2 separate regions of the Mus musculus genome follow, and region 1 is linked to region 2. A link is a contact called in public Hi-C data. All regions are on one chromosome and are shown on one strand. Each heading gives the region's core, a stretch centred on a gene start, on an enhancer-like site or on the middle of the called end of the contact. The rest is flanking DNA. Distances are from core to core; before and after follow the strand shown. Region 1 overlaps Gm36235 (a long non-coding RNA gene). Region 2 has its middle 15 kb from the start of Gm46335.

Region 1 (5,592 bases), core at 321-2,820, 96 kb after region 2:
GCTTGACGTGTTACCCTTCAAAGTTGTTTCCAAGCCAAAGATTTTTGAGATGACTTTGTGGCGAGGAAGACCATGAGTCATGCTGAGCTTACTAATTCTATTTCTGGAAACCGTGGGAGGTGGTGTGATGTTGTGGAGAACAACAGAGCACTGCAGACACCCTGGTCTGGGATTGGATCTTGATTGAAGCTCACCAGCCTTGTGGGACTGAAGTAGTACTCTGACTCTGGACCTCACTCCCTTTCCCTGTGAAATGGGTTGTTGAGTTGTTAAAAAGACTCATAATACAGCATCAGGACACTATATGCTACATGGACAGGACAGAACATACCTTCTGGAACATACTGCCAGGAAGTATAATAGTCTTGAAGCTTCACAGACACTGAAGGTGTAGGACACCATATTGTTTTCAACTTCAGTGTTGCCTTCTAGTAACACTGTAAGAACGTAATTATATACTCTCCTTAATGGTCAAAGATACCCAATACATTATCCAGAAAATAATTGTTTCAATTATACCATTTAACCCTCATTCTCTCACATCTAACATAGAAATAATAACAGCTTCATTGTTTGCTGAAGTTAAAAGAAATTGTAAGTAAACTTGTTGAATTTGAATAGGGTTTAAATGCATCTATCCTTTTAGAGATCGGATAGGTGCTGTGTGATGACTCTGCTGTATGCCACATGAGCTCTGTCTATAAAAATGCTAACTAGTATGTATTGAATTCTTCTGTGGTCCAGGGGTTAACAAGATATTCTATACATTTTTCAAAGCAACATCCTGAGAAGGCTCCATTGCTTTAATTTTGAAAATGAGGAATGTGTTCTTTAGATAGTTAAAGGAACCTTCCCAATTCCCCTGGATACCATTCTGGGTCTCCAGCCACAAAGTCTGTGACTTCCCCAATACATGAGCCTTGGCTCTTGTTCTTCATTACTGCATAGACAGCCATGCAGGACTCCTGTCCTTGGGAAGAACATCGTGATTGGATAGAAAGGTCTTGAGGCTGATTCTTTCCGTTGGGGTGGAGATGTAGTACCTGCCCAGGCTGAGCTTCCCCTAAAGTCAGTCACAGAGCTAGAGATGGAGAATTGGGCATTAAATTCCTTTTGTCTTAATGCAATACCTAACAGGAAGGAGAGGAGGAAAGCACATCATGGCCAAACAAGAGGAGTGGCATTTCCAGAGCAGAACAAGTTTGAAAAGAGAATCCCAAGCCCTACAAAACCAAAGAAAGTTTTTGATATAAAGCAAACCATGGCTGCCATGCTATATTTGCCCCTGCATATGTGAAACCACCATTTACAGAGGACAGTTAAAATATTTCCAAGCCCTGTCATCTGTTTTCTTTTCCTTGGACTATTGATAGTTCTTTTGACAACTCTGGGACCCACTGACTTAAGACTAGTGGCCCTGGAGAATTATTATTGGTGAACCTCAAACCAGATACCTTATGTGGAAGTAGTCACCAGGGGAGGGATGGGTGGCATCTACATGCCAAGGCACAAGGTTGAATCAGCAAAGATCTCTCTCTGATCTGTATTCTTATGTTTAGACATAAAGCCCAGACAGACAGTGTGACACCTGTCTTTCACACCAGAAAACCAGGGTCTAACATCTGCTCTGGTGGCTTCATTCTGACTTGTGGCTTTGAGCTGGCTAGTTCCTTCCTCTTTTCAGCCTCTGGGTCTTACACTCTGAAGCCTTCCACCAGCCACCAAGCCTCTGATTGCTTTTGCGCCTCTCCATCTTCTAATTTCGATTTTAGATCTCCTTTGCAAGTTTGCATGGCATTTCTTTATCCACATACTTCCTGTAACATGTTTCTCGAGATTTTTCATTCGTGGGTAGTTATCTACTGATCTCGCCAGCAGGAAAGACCTTCACAGAGCTTCCTATCTTAAGTGCATTTAAGGTTTAATGTACAGGGGCTCTTCCCCAAGGAAGACTTCACAAACAAGTCACAAGTTTGTGCAGGACATTTCTAGACCTCCTGAGAAGCCATCTAGACAGACTGTCCCTCAGAGATAACTATTATCAAATGCTCTTCTTTCCTATCCTTAACTGTGCTGAGATCCTGAGATGTTACAGCCCATCCCCCACCCCAAAGAGAGTATAGTAGGAAGTGTGTACAAAAGTGTGTACTTAAGCCCCCACCTCCCACCTGCCTCTGACACTCAGTCTCTGAGCAGGCTTGAGGTGGTCACTTCTGAAGGAAGTGCTGAGGGGGGGTTGGGTGGCTAATCCCATTGTATCAGCTTTCCTGGGAAGTAATTCACACAAGCATACAGTTATATTAATTATTAACTGCTACATTTCAGCCCCAGGATACCTGCTAGGCAAATTCTCTACCAGAGAGCTATGCTCTCCTCTTCTGAATTTTGCTTTCAGAGACTGAGCTGTTTACCTCTGCCAATTAACATGTTACTACGTCATCTCCTTCTGCCTCTTTTTGGTATAGTTTTGACTGTGTAGCTGGCTTAAGCCAAGCTTGTAGTCACACCAGGCCTGCTGGGCAGCACTGATTTGCAAACCCTGGTCTCTGCTAGCTTTTGGAATGAGTAGCCCTGACCTTCTCATGCCTGTTCAGCTAGTGTGGGGCAGGAAGGGGAAGGGTGGAGGAGAGTTCCCACCCTTTCCTGCATAACAACACAGGACCTCAAACGTGCACCCGCTACCCAAACAGCCAACAAAAGAACACTGTCTTCATGTGCCTTGTGTTTCTCCTTGCCCAAGTCCTCACATGAAATCATCCTTTAAATCCTTAAATTGTGCTTTTTAAAAAGGCTCTTTCAACCAGGCAAAATTGCCTCATTATTTGCAAGAATGTATCCACAATGCAAAAATAGTATATGAAAGAAAAGCTGCATCAATTAATATCCACATCTTACTCAGCTCTAGACAATAATTGCTAAAAAGAATGATTTCTACTAATTTAACATATTATCTGGGGTATGAAGAATCTTTCCTCCATATGGAGAGAAAAGAAGCACTCAGATTGGTCTGAGCAGTCCATGAGCCTTCTACCTGGCCTTTGTATTGTTATTATCATTATTATTATTATTTTAAATAACCCTGCTTATTATACTTCAAGAGGTTCCAGACAAAAAATTAGCAAGTTGTCTGCTGATGAATCACTGACAGCAAAGGCTGCAGACAGTGGAAGCAGCTGCCACACTTAGGGAAGACCTAGCAGATTGCAGGAAGGGAGCCAGAAAGCCCCAAGAATTGCCTCTTGGAGGCCTGTTTGACTTTCTCCAGCTTGCACTATTCAGTTTCCTCACCAGGACACTGGCGAGAAGGCTCTGCCGCAGATGTCTCTGGAGCTGTAGATTGGCATTTGGACATTTCTCCGTGTCTCCTGATGAAGCCAGGACTTGGCTACGGTGGTTCTCACAGGAGTGCACACAGGCAGGAGGACCCTGGTATGCCATGGCTTTCTCCTTCCTAACTTAGCTTTGTTTCCAAAACTCAGCTTTAATGACTGAATTAATTTACTATGTGCAGGGAGAAAGTCGCAAAGCCTGCCATTACAACCCACTTGCATCCCCAGTTCATGCCCTGTGCCCTCTCCTTCCCACCCAGCTTGCTCAGATTTCACCGAAAGGAGACACTCCTCCCCAACCGGAATCGCCTAAGGCAAGCTCACTGTGTGGGAATAAAGATGAGTGTGGCTCTTTCCCTATGCAGCAAGAGAAAAAGGAAGAGAGATTCTTTATCCCCCACACTGAGGAAAGCGCGTTAGTGTTAACTGTTACAAGAGCTCCTGTTGCCACTTTATGAAGTTAGCCTAAGAATGAGGAGATAGATGGAAGCGTCAGTCTTTGGACAAGCTAGGTAAAGTCAGAAATCACATTGGGGTGAAAGCAGGTTGGTCAGCCGTCCTGCGTCAAGCTTATCGTTGTGCGTCAAGTTTATAGGGCTCCCACCTTCCTTGCATGACCAGAAGAGAAACCGAAATGCAGAGCGAATGTCATGGAGAGAAAAAAGGAGAATACAGGCTGGAGAGATGCTTGTCCTGCTGGCATGAGAGAATGAGTTTGGACGCCAGCACCAACATAGAAAGCCAGGCTCAGAGACACTTTTGTAATATCAGTTCTGGGAAAGAAGAGCAGGTGGAGCCCTGAAACCCATTGCCCGGCTAGCCCAACTGAACTGATGTGTTTCAAGTTCAGTGAAAGGGCCTGTTTCAAAAAGTAGCTTAGTTGCTTAGCATTTAGGAGCACTTGTTGCTCTCGGAGAGGACCTGGGGTTCAGTTTCTCAGCACCCACATAGTAACTAACCAACACCCATGACTCTCTTCCCAACGAATGCGATGCCCTCTTCTGTCTTCTGGGGACAACAGGCACACACACGCAGCATATACAAACATGCTGGCAAAGCACTCATACACATAAATAAAATAAAATAAAATGAAATAAAATGAACTTTTTTAAAAAGTAAGCTAGAGAGCAATTGAGGATATTTAATGTCACCCTCCGGCCTCCACATACACATGGGCAAAGCCACAAAGATAGAAAGATATACTAGGGGCAGGGTTTCTGTGTTAAGGCAGCTCACTTGAGTATGCTGACACCTCTGTGGATGCAAATGGAGGCCTGGGAACTCGCTCTTCACCCCTGCAAAGCTCTAGCTTTCTTTCCTTGGTGCTCTGGAAGATGTCCCCAAAGCCTTCTGGAGAGTTCTGTTTTAGCATCCCTAATCCTGGAGGCAAGAGGGCCGTTGGGAACATGTCCAAGGGCTGAGGCTTCCTCAGCCCACACAAGAGGCCTGGGAGGTCAGTGGGCACAGCCCCCTGCATGTTCAGACGGAAGGGTTCTGAACGGAGTCTTGGCTCCGGAGGCTGTATAGGTTCAGGAAGCTGCAAGCTCAGTAGAGCCAGCCGGGAAGAAGACAACAGAGCTGGTGCTGGACCCTTTGATCCCCACAAAGAAACCAAGCCATGGCTGAATGAAGGTGGACCTTTACCAAGGAGCTCATGGCTTTAGCTGTGCCTTCTCCAGATGTCTTCAGCTAAGGAGGAATCGGAGAAACAGGGCAGCCCGCAGAGACCTGCTCCGAGGTAATGAGCGGAAATAGAAAATGTAATTAACATGTCTGCCCTGAGAAAGGAGAGCTAACTCTATTACCCTCCTCCTCCCTGCTTCCATTATGAATGATTGTGTTTCAATTATGATCCCAAAAGTATTTCCTTCAGGAAATATGTCAGGGTTCCGCAATAGGAAAGAAGGAAATGGAGCCATGAAAGTTTAATTTATTGCGGTGACTGCATTTTAAAAAAAGGGGGGGAAAGAACAGAACTGCAGGGGGTGGTGACAAATACAGCGACTCACCTGCTGTGAGCAGGCCCTGTTTGTATAAAGGAGGCCCAGCCTGTCTAAACACTTGTTTGATGGTGTAGGATGGAGAAGGAGAGGGGATCCCCACCCTCCAAGGCACAGTGTGATATGCTGGCTCCCTTGTGACATTTAGGAAGGCGAGCACTTGGTTTGAGGGTGATCAGCAGTCTGGCTCCAGCACCCTACCAGATACTGGCCTGAGTGAGTAAGGTGGGCCCAGTGCCACCTCAAATCGCAGAGTGTAATAA
Region 2 (4,836 bases), core at 2,025-4,524:
GGGATCCATTACATAATCAGCCACCAAAACCAGACACTATTGCATATGCCAGAAAGATTTTTGCTGAAGGGACCCTGTTATAGCTGTCTCGTATGACGCTATGCCAGTGCCTGGCAAAACAGAATTGGATGCTCACAGTCATCTATAAGATGGAACACAGGGTCCCCAATGGAGAAGCTAGAGAAAACACCCAAGGAGCTGAAGGGGTCTGCAACCCTATAGGTGGAACAACAATACGAACTAACCAGTACCCTCAGAGCTTGTTTCTCTAGCTACATATGTAGCAGAAGATGGCCTAGTTGGCCATCATTGGGAAGAGTGGCCCCTTGGTCTTGCAAACTTTATATGCCCCAGTACAGGGAAATGCCAGGATCAAGAAATGGGAGTGGGTGGGTAGGAGAGCAGGGCGGCGGGGGGTGGGGGGTGTATAGGGGCCTTTCGGGATAGCATTTGAAATGCATATGAAGAAAATATCTAATAAAAAATAAATAAATAAATAAAGATAAAGGAGGAAAGAACACACACAAGATTTGGAGGAGAAGGAGAAGAGCTCCAAAATGTTCCATTCTGTCTAAGACATGGGTATCACCATCATGAGGCCTCAACAGCCAAAGATGTCTATATGGGCCTGCATAAGAATGGGCCCACCAAGAGTCAGGTGTGGACAGGGGAGAGGCTAGATGATCCCACCCCTCTCTATTGAACTGTGCCTGTCTGACAGAATCAAGGAAGTCTTCAGTTGTGCACCCACTTCTCATGACCCCACCAGGCTCCAGTGGATAGAGCCAAGCTGGTGGTTCCACAGATAGTGCTGGTTAAACTACGTGAGTCAAATTGCAAAACCAAGTGTTAAATCTGGGAAAGAGAGTGGATTGATAGCAATGGAGCGAGATAAGAGGCAGTGAAGGGGTAACCAGAATGTAGGATATATGTGCATGGAATCATCAGTGAACTAGTTCAATAATAATAATGACTGGAAAATGCAGCCTCTCTACCTCCCAGTTTCTGGGAAAGCTAAGTGGCTGTGAGCTTTAGCATCTCAGTCTTTGGGTTTAGATGACTGGCTGAATCCTAATTCTAACTCAGGCTACTTTATTCCAAGATGAAATATAAATAAAGCACTCCCCTCACTCTCCTCCTTACTCTTCTGGTCATACCTCTCAGTGTGTGAGTCTCATGCTCCAAGTCATGCCCTGCTCAGCCAGTTTCACTCAGAAGCCCATAATACTCCATCCGACTGTGGCACTCAAAGTTCCCCCATGCTACAGGTCACTGGCCAACGTACAAGCACTCAAACATTCAGCGTGGGCTTGCACTCACAGCCACCTCCATCGGGTCTTTAACTTCCTTTCTTAAGGCAGAACTGATTGTTTCCTTCTTAACAGACACACAACAATCTACAAAATACCATAACACTTCCATTAGAAAGCCTCATTGCCCCACTGGCTTGGTTTTTCTCCATAACAATATGAAGAACTTTTGAAGGAATTGAAACTGTTAGATACCATTTGACTACATACTCCCCAGTATAAGGCACTGGTTTTGGGTATAAAATTCAGCAAGTTAATAAATGAAGTTCATTAACTTTCATGTGCAAAATGTTCAGATTTAAATTCAAACAAAAATGGCTATTCTTCTTTCTCCCTCCCTTCATCTCTCCCCCCCTCCTCTATTTCTTCTTTCCTTCCATTGATAATCCTACAATCATTTATTCATACTTGGTTATGTGTTAAGCCTATGCTCAGGCTCTGGGGATGTGTCTATAAACTGACATAACATAGATACATGTTTTCCTGAGATATTTCTCAAAGTATAATTGAGAGATTGCCTCCATTAGAACCAAGGGGATAGTGCTATAAATGAATATTTAGATTATAAATAGAAGATCCCTTTGACTAGCTTGAGTAGAGCCTCTACAGATAGTCTATTTCTAGCCAGTGTTTGAATCTGGTGTTCCTTAAAGGTTTAGACTTGTAGGATGACATGCTGAGTCACTGATATGCTAAGTATATGAAGTTAGAGTGTGTATGGTTTGAATGTGAACTGTCCCCATAGGCTCTTACATTTGAATGATTGGTTCCCAGCTAGTGAAACTATTTGGGGAAAGATTAGAAGGTGTGGCCTTATTGGAGGTGCTGTGTCACTGGGGTAGGCTTTGAGGTTTGTAAAGATTATACATTCACAGTTAGATCTCTCTGTGCCTCCTGTTCTCTGCCTTGTGCATGTAGATCAAATGTAAGCTCTTACTGTTCCACCATATTTGCCTGCCTGCCTGCCTGCCTGCCATGATGGTCATAGGCTCTAACCCTTTGGAACTGTGAGCTCCAAATTAAATGCTTTCTTTGAGAAGCCACCTTGGTCATGGTTGTTTGTTATGACAATAGAAAAGTTACCCAGAGTACTTCCTCAGCATCTGAGAACCTCAGTTACCACATCTGCAGGATGGAACCAGTGGCAGTCATGCAGAAGTTAGTGACGAGGATCACATGTCATCTCTTTCTGGTGATTTCTGGGGATGCACCTGATTCCCATTTCCTCTTTCAAAGGAAATAATATTTCAAAGGAAAATATGAAGAGAGGGTTTGAGTCTATGAACTTGTAATATGAAGTCTATAGACTAGGTGTATTTGTAAATAACTCCACTGAAAATGGACAGTAACCTCCTGGGTGCCAGTCAGTTTTGTCAGGTTGGATCTCAAATACTATGTTTTTGACACAGTGACAGGGGTTTATCACACACCCATTCAGATGAATGTGAACAGAGATGAGAGGTGGAGTACTTGGCTTCAGCAGCTCGTGATCATGCTGGGGAAATGAATACAACAATTTTAGCCATTGTCTAGCTACAGACATAATCCTTTTGGAGTTTTGAGGTGCTGAGAGGCTAAGAATCATCCAGGACATTGTTGGCTGTGAACAGCAGCATTGCTGGTAGTATAGAAGTGGACAAGGTGTTTGGCAAAGCCCCTCACTGGGCACAGGCTGAAACTACACAAGCATTGCAGTGCAAAGATGGAGATACAGAGCAGACACTGCAAGCTGCTGCCAAACAACTTGGGAGGCAGAGGAAAGGACAAAACTGTCCCAGCTCTCACCTCGCACCTTCCCCCAATCCCTTGCCATTGTCCCACACTGAATCACCTGACCGAGAACCAGGGAAAGGCAGCTTAAACAGGGTTAGCCTTCTGGTTAAAGGCACCCTGACAAATATAAATACTTCTGTGGGAGGTAGAGGTGATGCAAAGGAGGATAGTCAGGTCCTGTGGGACAGGGACAGAAATGCAGTGAGATCACTGTGGTTTGGCCACTTCCCCACAGAATCCGGAGCTAAGAGCTCACACCGTGCTGAGGAGCTCCAGTGGCCCGGAATGCCCCAAAGCTGTCCATGAGACCATTATCCAGGCAAGAGAGGTGGGAACCCAGATTCTCCATTGCTGGTTTGCAGTGAGAAAGTTCCTTCTGGGCATGGCCAGAAAGTGCTTCCAGGGCTGTGCATGTCCAATGCTTGCTTGCCTCTCCTTTTAGAAGCAGGCATTTAGGAAGCTGAGGTACAATGAGGGCCTGTTTCAGGGTGGCTTGGCTCTTAAGGAGGAAAAGCACTGAACATTCAGTGTCATCCAGCAATGTCATCTCTGACTCAGGACAAGGAAGTCTGGGTTAGCAATCAGGAAGGAGCAGGAGGAAGAATAAAAGGAAGAGGAAAAGGGAAACGACACATTGCACAATGAAGCAAGACTTCTTTATGACTTATTTTTTAAAATATTTGTTTGAAAATGTGTGTGTGTGCCTGTATGTGTGTTTCTGTGTGCAAGCACCTGTGCATGTGAAGGTCACAAGAGAATGACTAATGTTCTACTCTGTCATTCTCTGTCTCACTTCCTGGAGACAATGTCTGTCACTGATCCTGGAGATGGACTCAACACCATGAAGTCCCAGCAATCATACAGCTCTGCCTACACAGTGTTGGGCATTAAAGGCACATATTTGGTGGCCATAACTGGGTGCTGGGGATTTGAACTCAGCTCTTCATAACTGAACAGAGAAGGCTACCCATTGAGCTATCTCTCCAACCACTTTCCTATCTTTTTAATTTAAAATGTTATTTAAAACTTATTGACAACACTGTATTCTGGTGTTCATTAGTTACTTTTCTTTTGCTGTGATAAACACCATGAACTATGAGGGGTGGAGGGCTCATTTCAAGGTCCTGTCCAGTTAACAGCCCATTGCTGAGGGAAGTCAGGACAAACACTCAAGGTGGGAACCTGACGCAGAAGACATTAAGGAAGCTGATCTGTGGCTCTCTCTGTGCCCCATGCTTAGCTATCTTGCTTATACAGCCTAGACCCATTTGCCTAGGGATGGTGCACTGAGCTGGGCCCTGGCACATAATCATCAATTAAGATGATTCCTCATAGGTATGACTACAAGCCAATCTGGTCCAAGCAACTCTTCAGTGTGGTAACTTTCAGGTGTGCTAAGTTGACAGTGGAACCATAAAAGCCAGGGCAGTAGCATATGATGAAGTGAAGAGCACACGACCAGCCAAGCCTAAGCTCACAAGAACACAGCTCAGGGCTACTGCACACCTAGCTTTTCATGTGGCCTCGAAGAATTGAACTCATGTTCTCCTGCTTGTAAGGCAAGAGATCTTGGCTGAGCTTATCTGCCCATCCCATTAAATAACGAGAACACATAGTACAACCAGTCTAAGCTTATCGCTGACTAGCTTAAAAATAAATGAGACTCAGACTACGGTTATTTTATTTGGCTTTGACAATTACTGGGGCTTAACCCCAACCTACTTTTTTAACTTCTGGCCTGGCTACCTCCCCA

What was found. A called contact is a pair of places that touch in the nucleus more often than the background predicts.
Region 1: a contact with region 2 is called in a Hi-C map of bone marrow-derived macrophages, with 1.5 times the contacts expected there. The contact joins two enhancer-like sites. A contact is called at or near these places in 1 of 15 datasets of contacts at CTCF or cohesin (CD8 T cells), 5 of 484 Hi-C or Micro-C datasets (the C10 cell line, Th1 cells, bone marrow-derived macrophages and 2 more) and 2 of 115 datasets of contacts at active chromatin or transcription factors (CD8 T cells and embryonic fibroblasts).

What each region holds. Positions count from the first base shown.
Region 1 is chr12:16,006,806-16,012,397 of GRCm38.p6, forward strand. It overlaps Gm36235 (a long non-coding RNA gene), which reads right to left. Exons shown (of 8, transcript XR_872507.1): 2 at 332-437. Among named protein-coding and RNA genes, the nearest start is that of Gm36235, 5.9 kb to the right of the region's middle. Within about 2 kb of position 1,571, at least 112 of the 459 cell types and tissues checked have an H3K27ac peak or open chromatin away from gene starts, as enhancers often do. A contact at or near this core is called in bone marrow-derived macrophages, where this site is marked.
Region 2 is chr12:15,909,322-15,914,157 of GRCm38.p6, forward strand. No RefSeq gene overlaps it. Among named protein-coding and RNA genes, the nearest start is that of Gm46335, 15 kb to the left of the region's middle. Within about 2 kb of position 3,275, at least 14 of the 459 cell types and tissues checked have an H3K27ac peak or open chromatin away from gene starts, as enhancers often do. A contact at or near this core is called in bone marrow-derived macrophages, where this site is marked.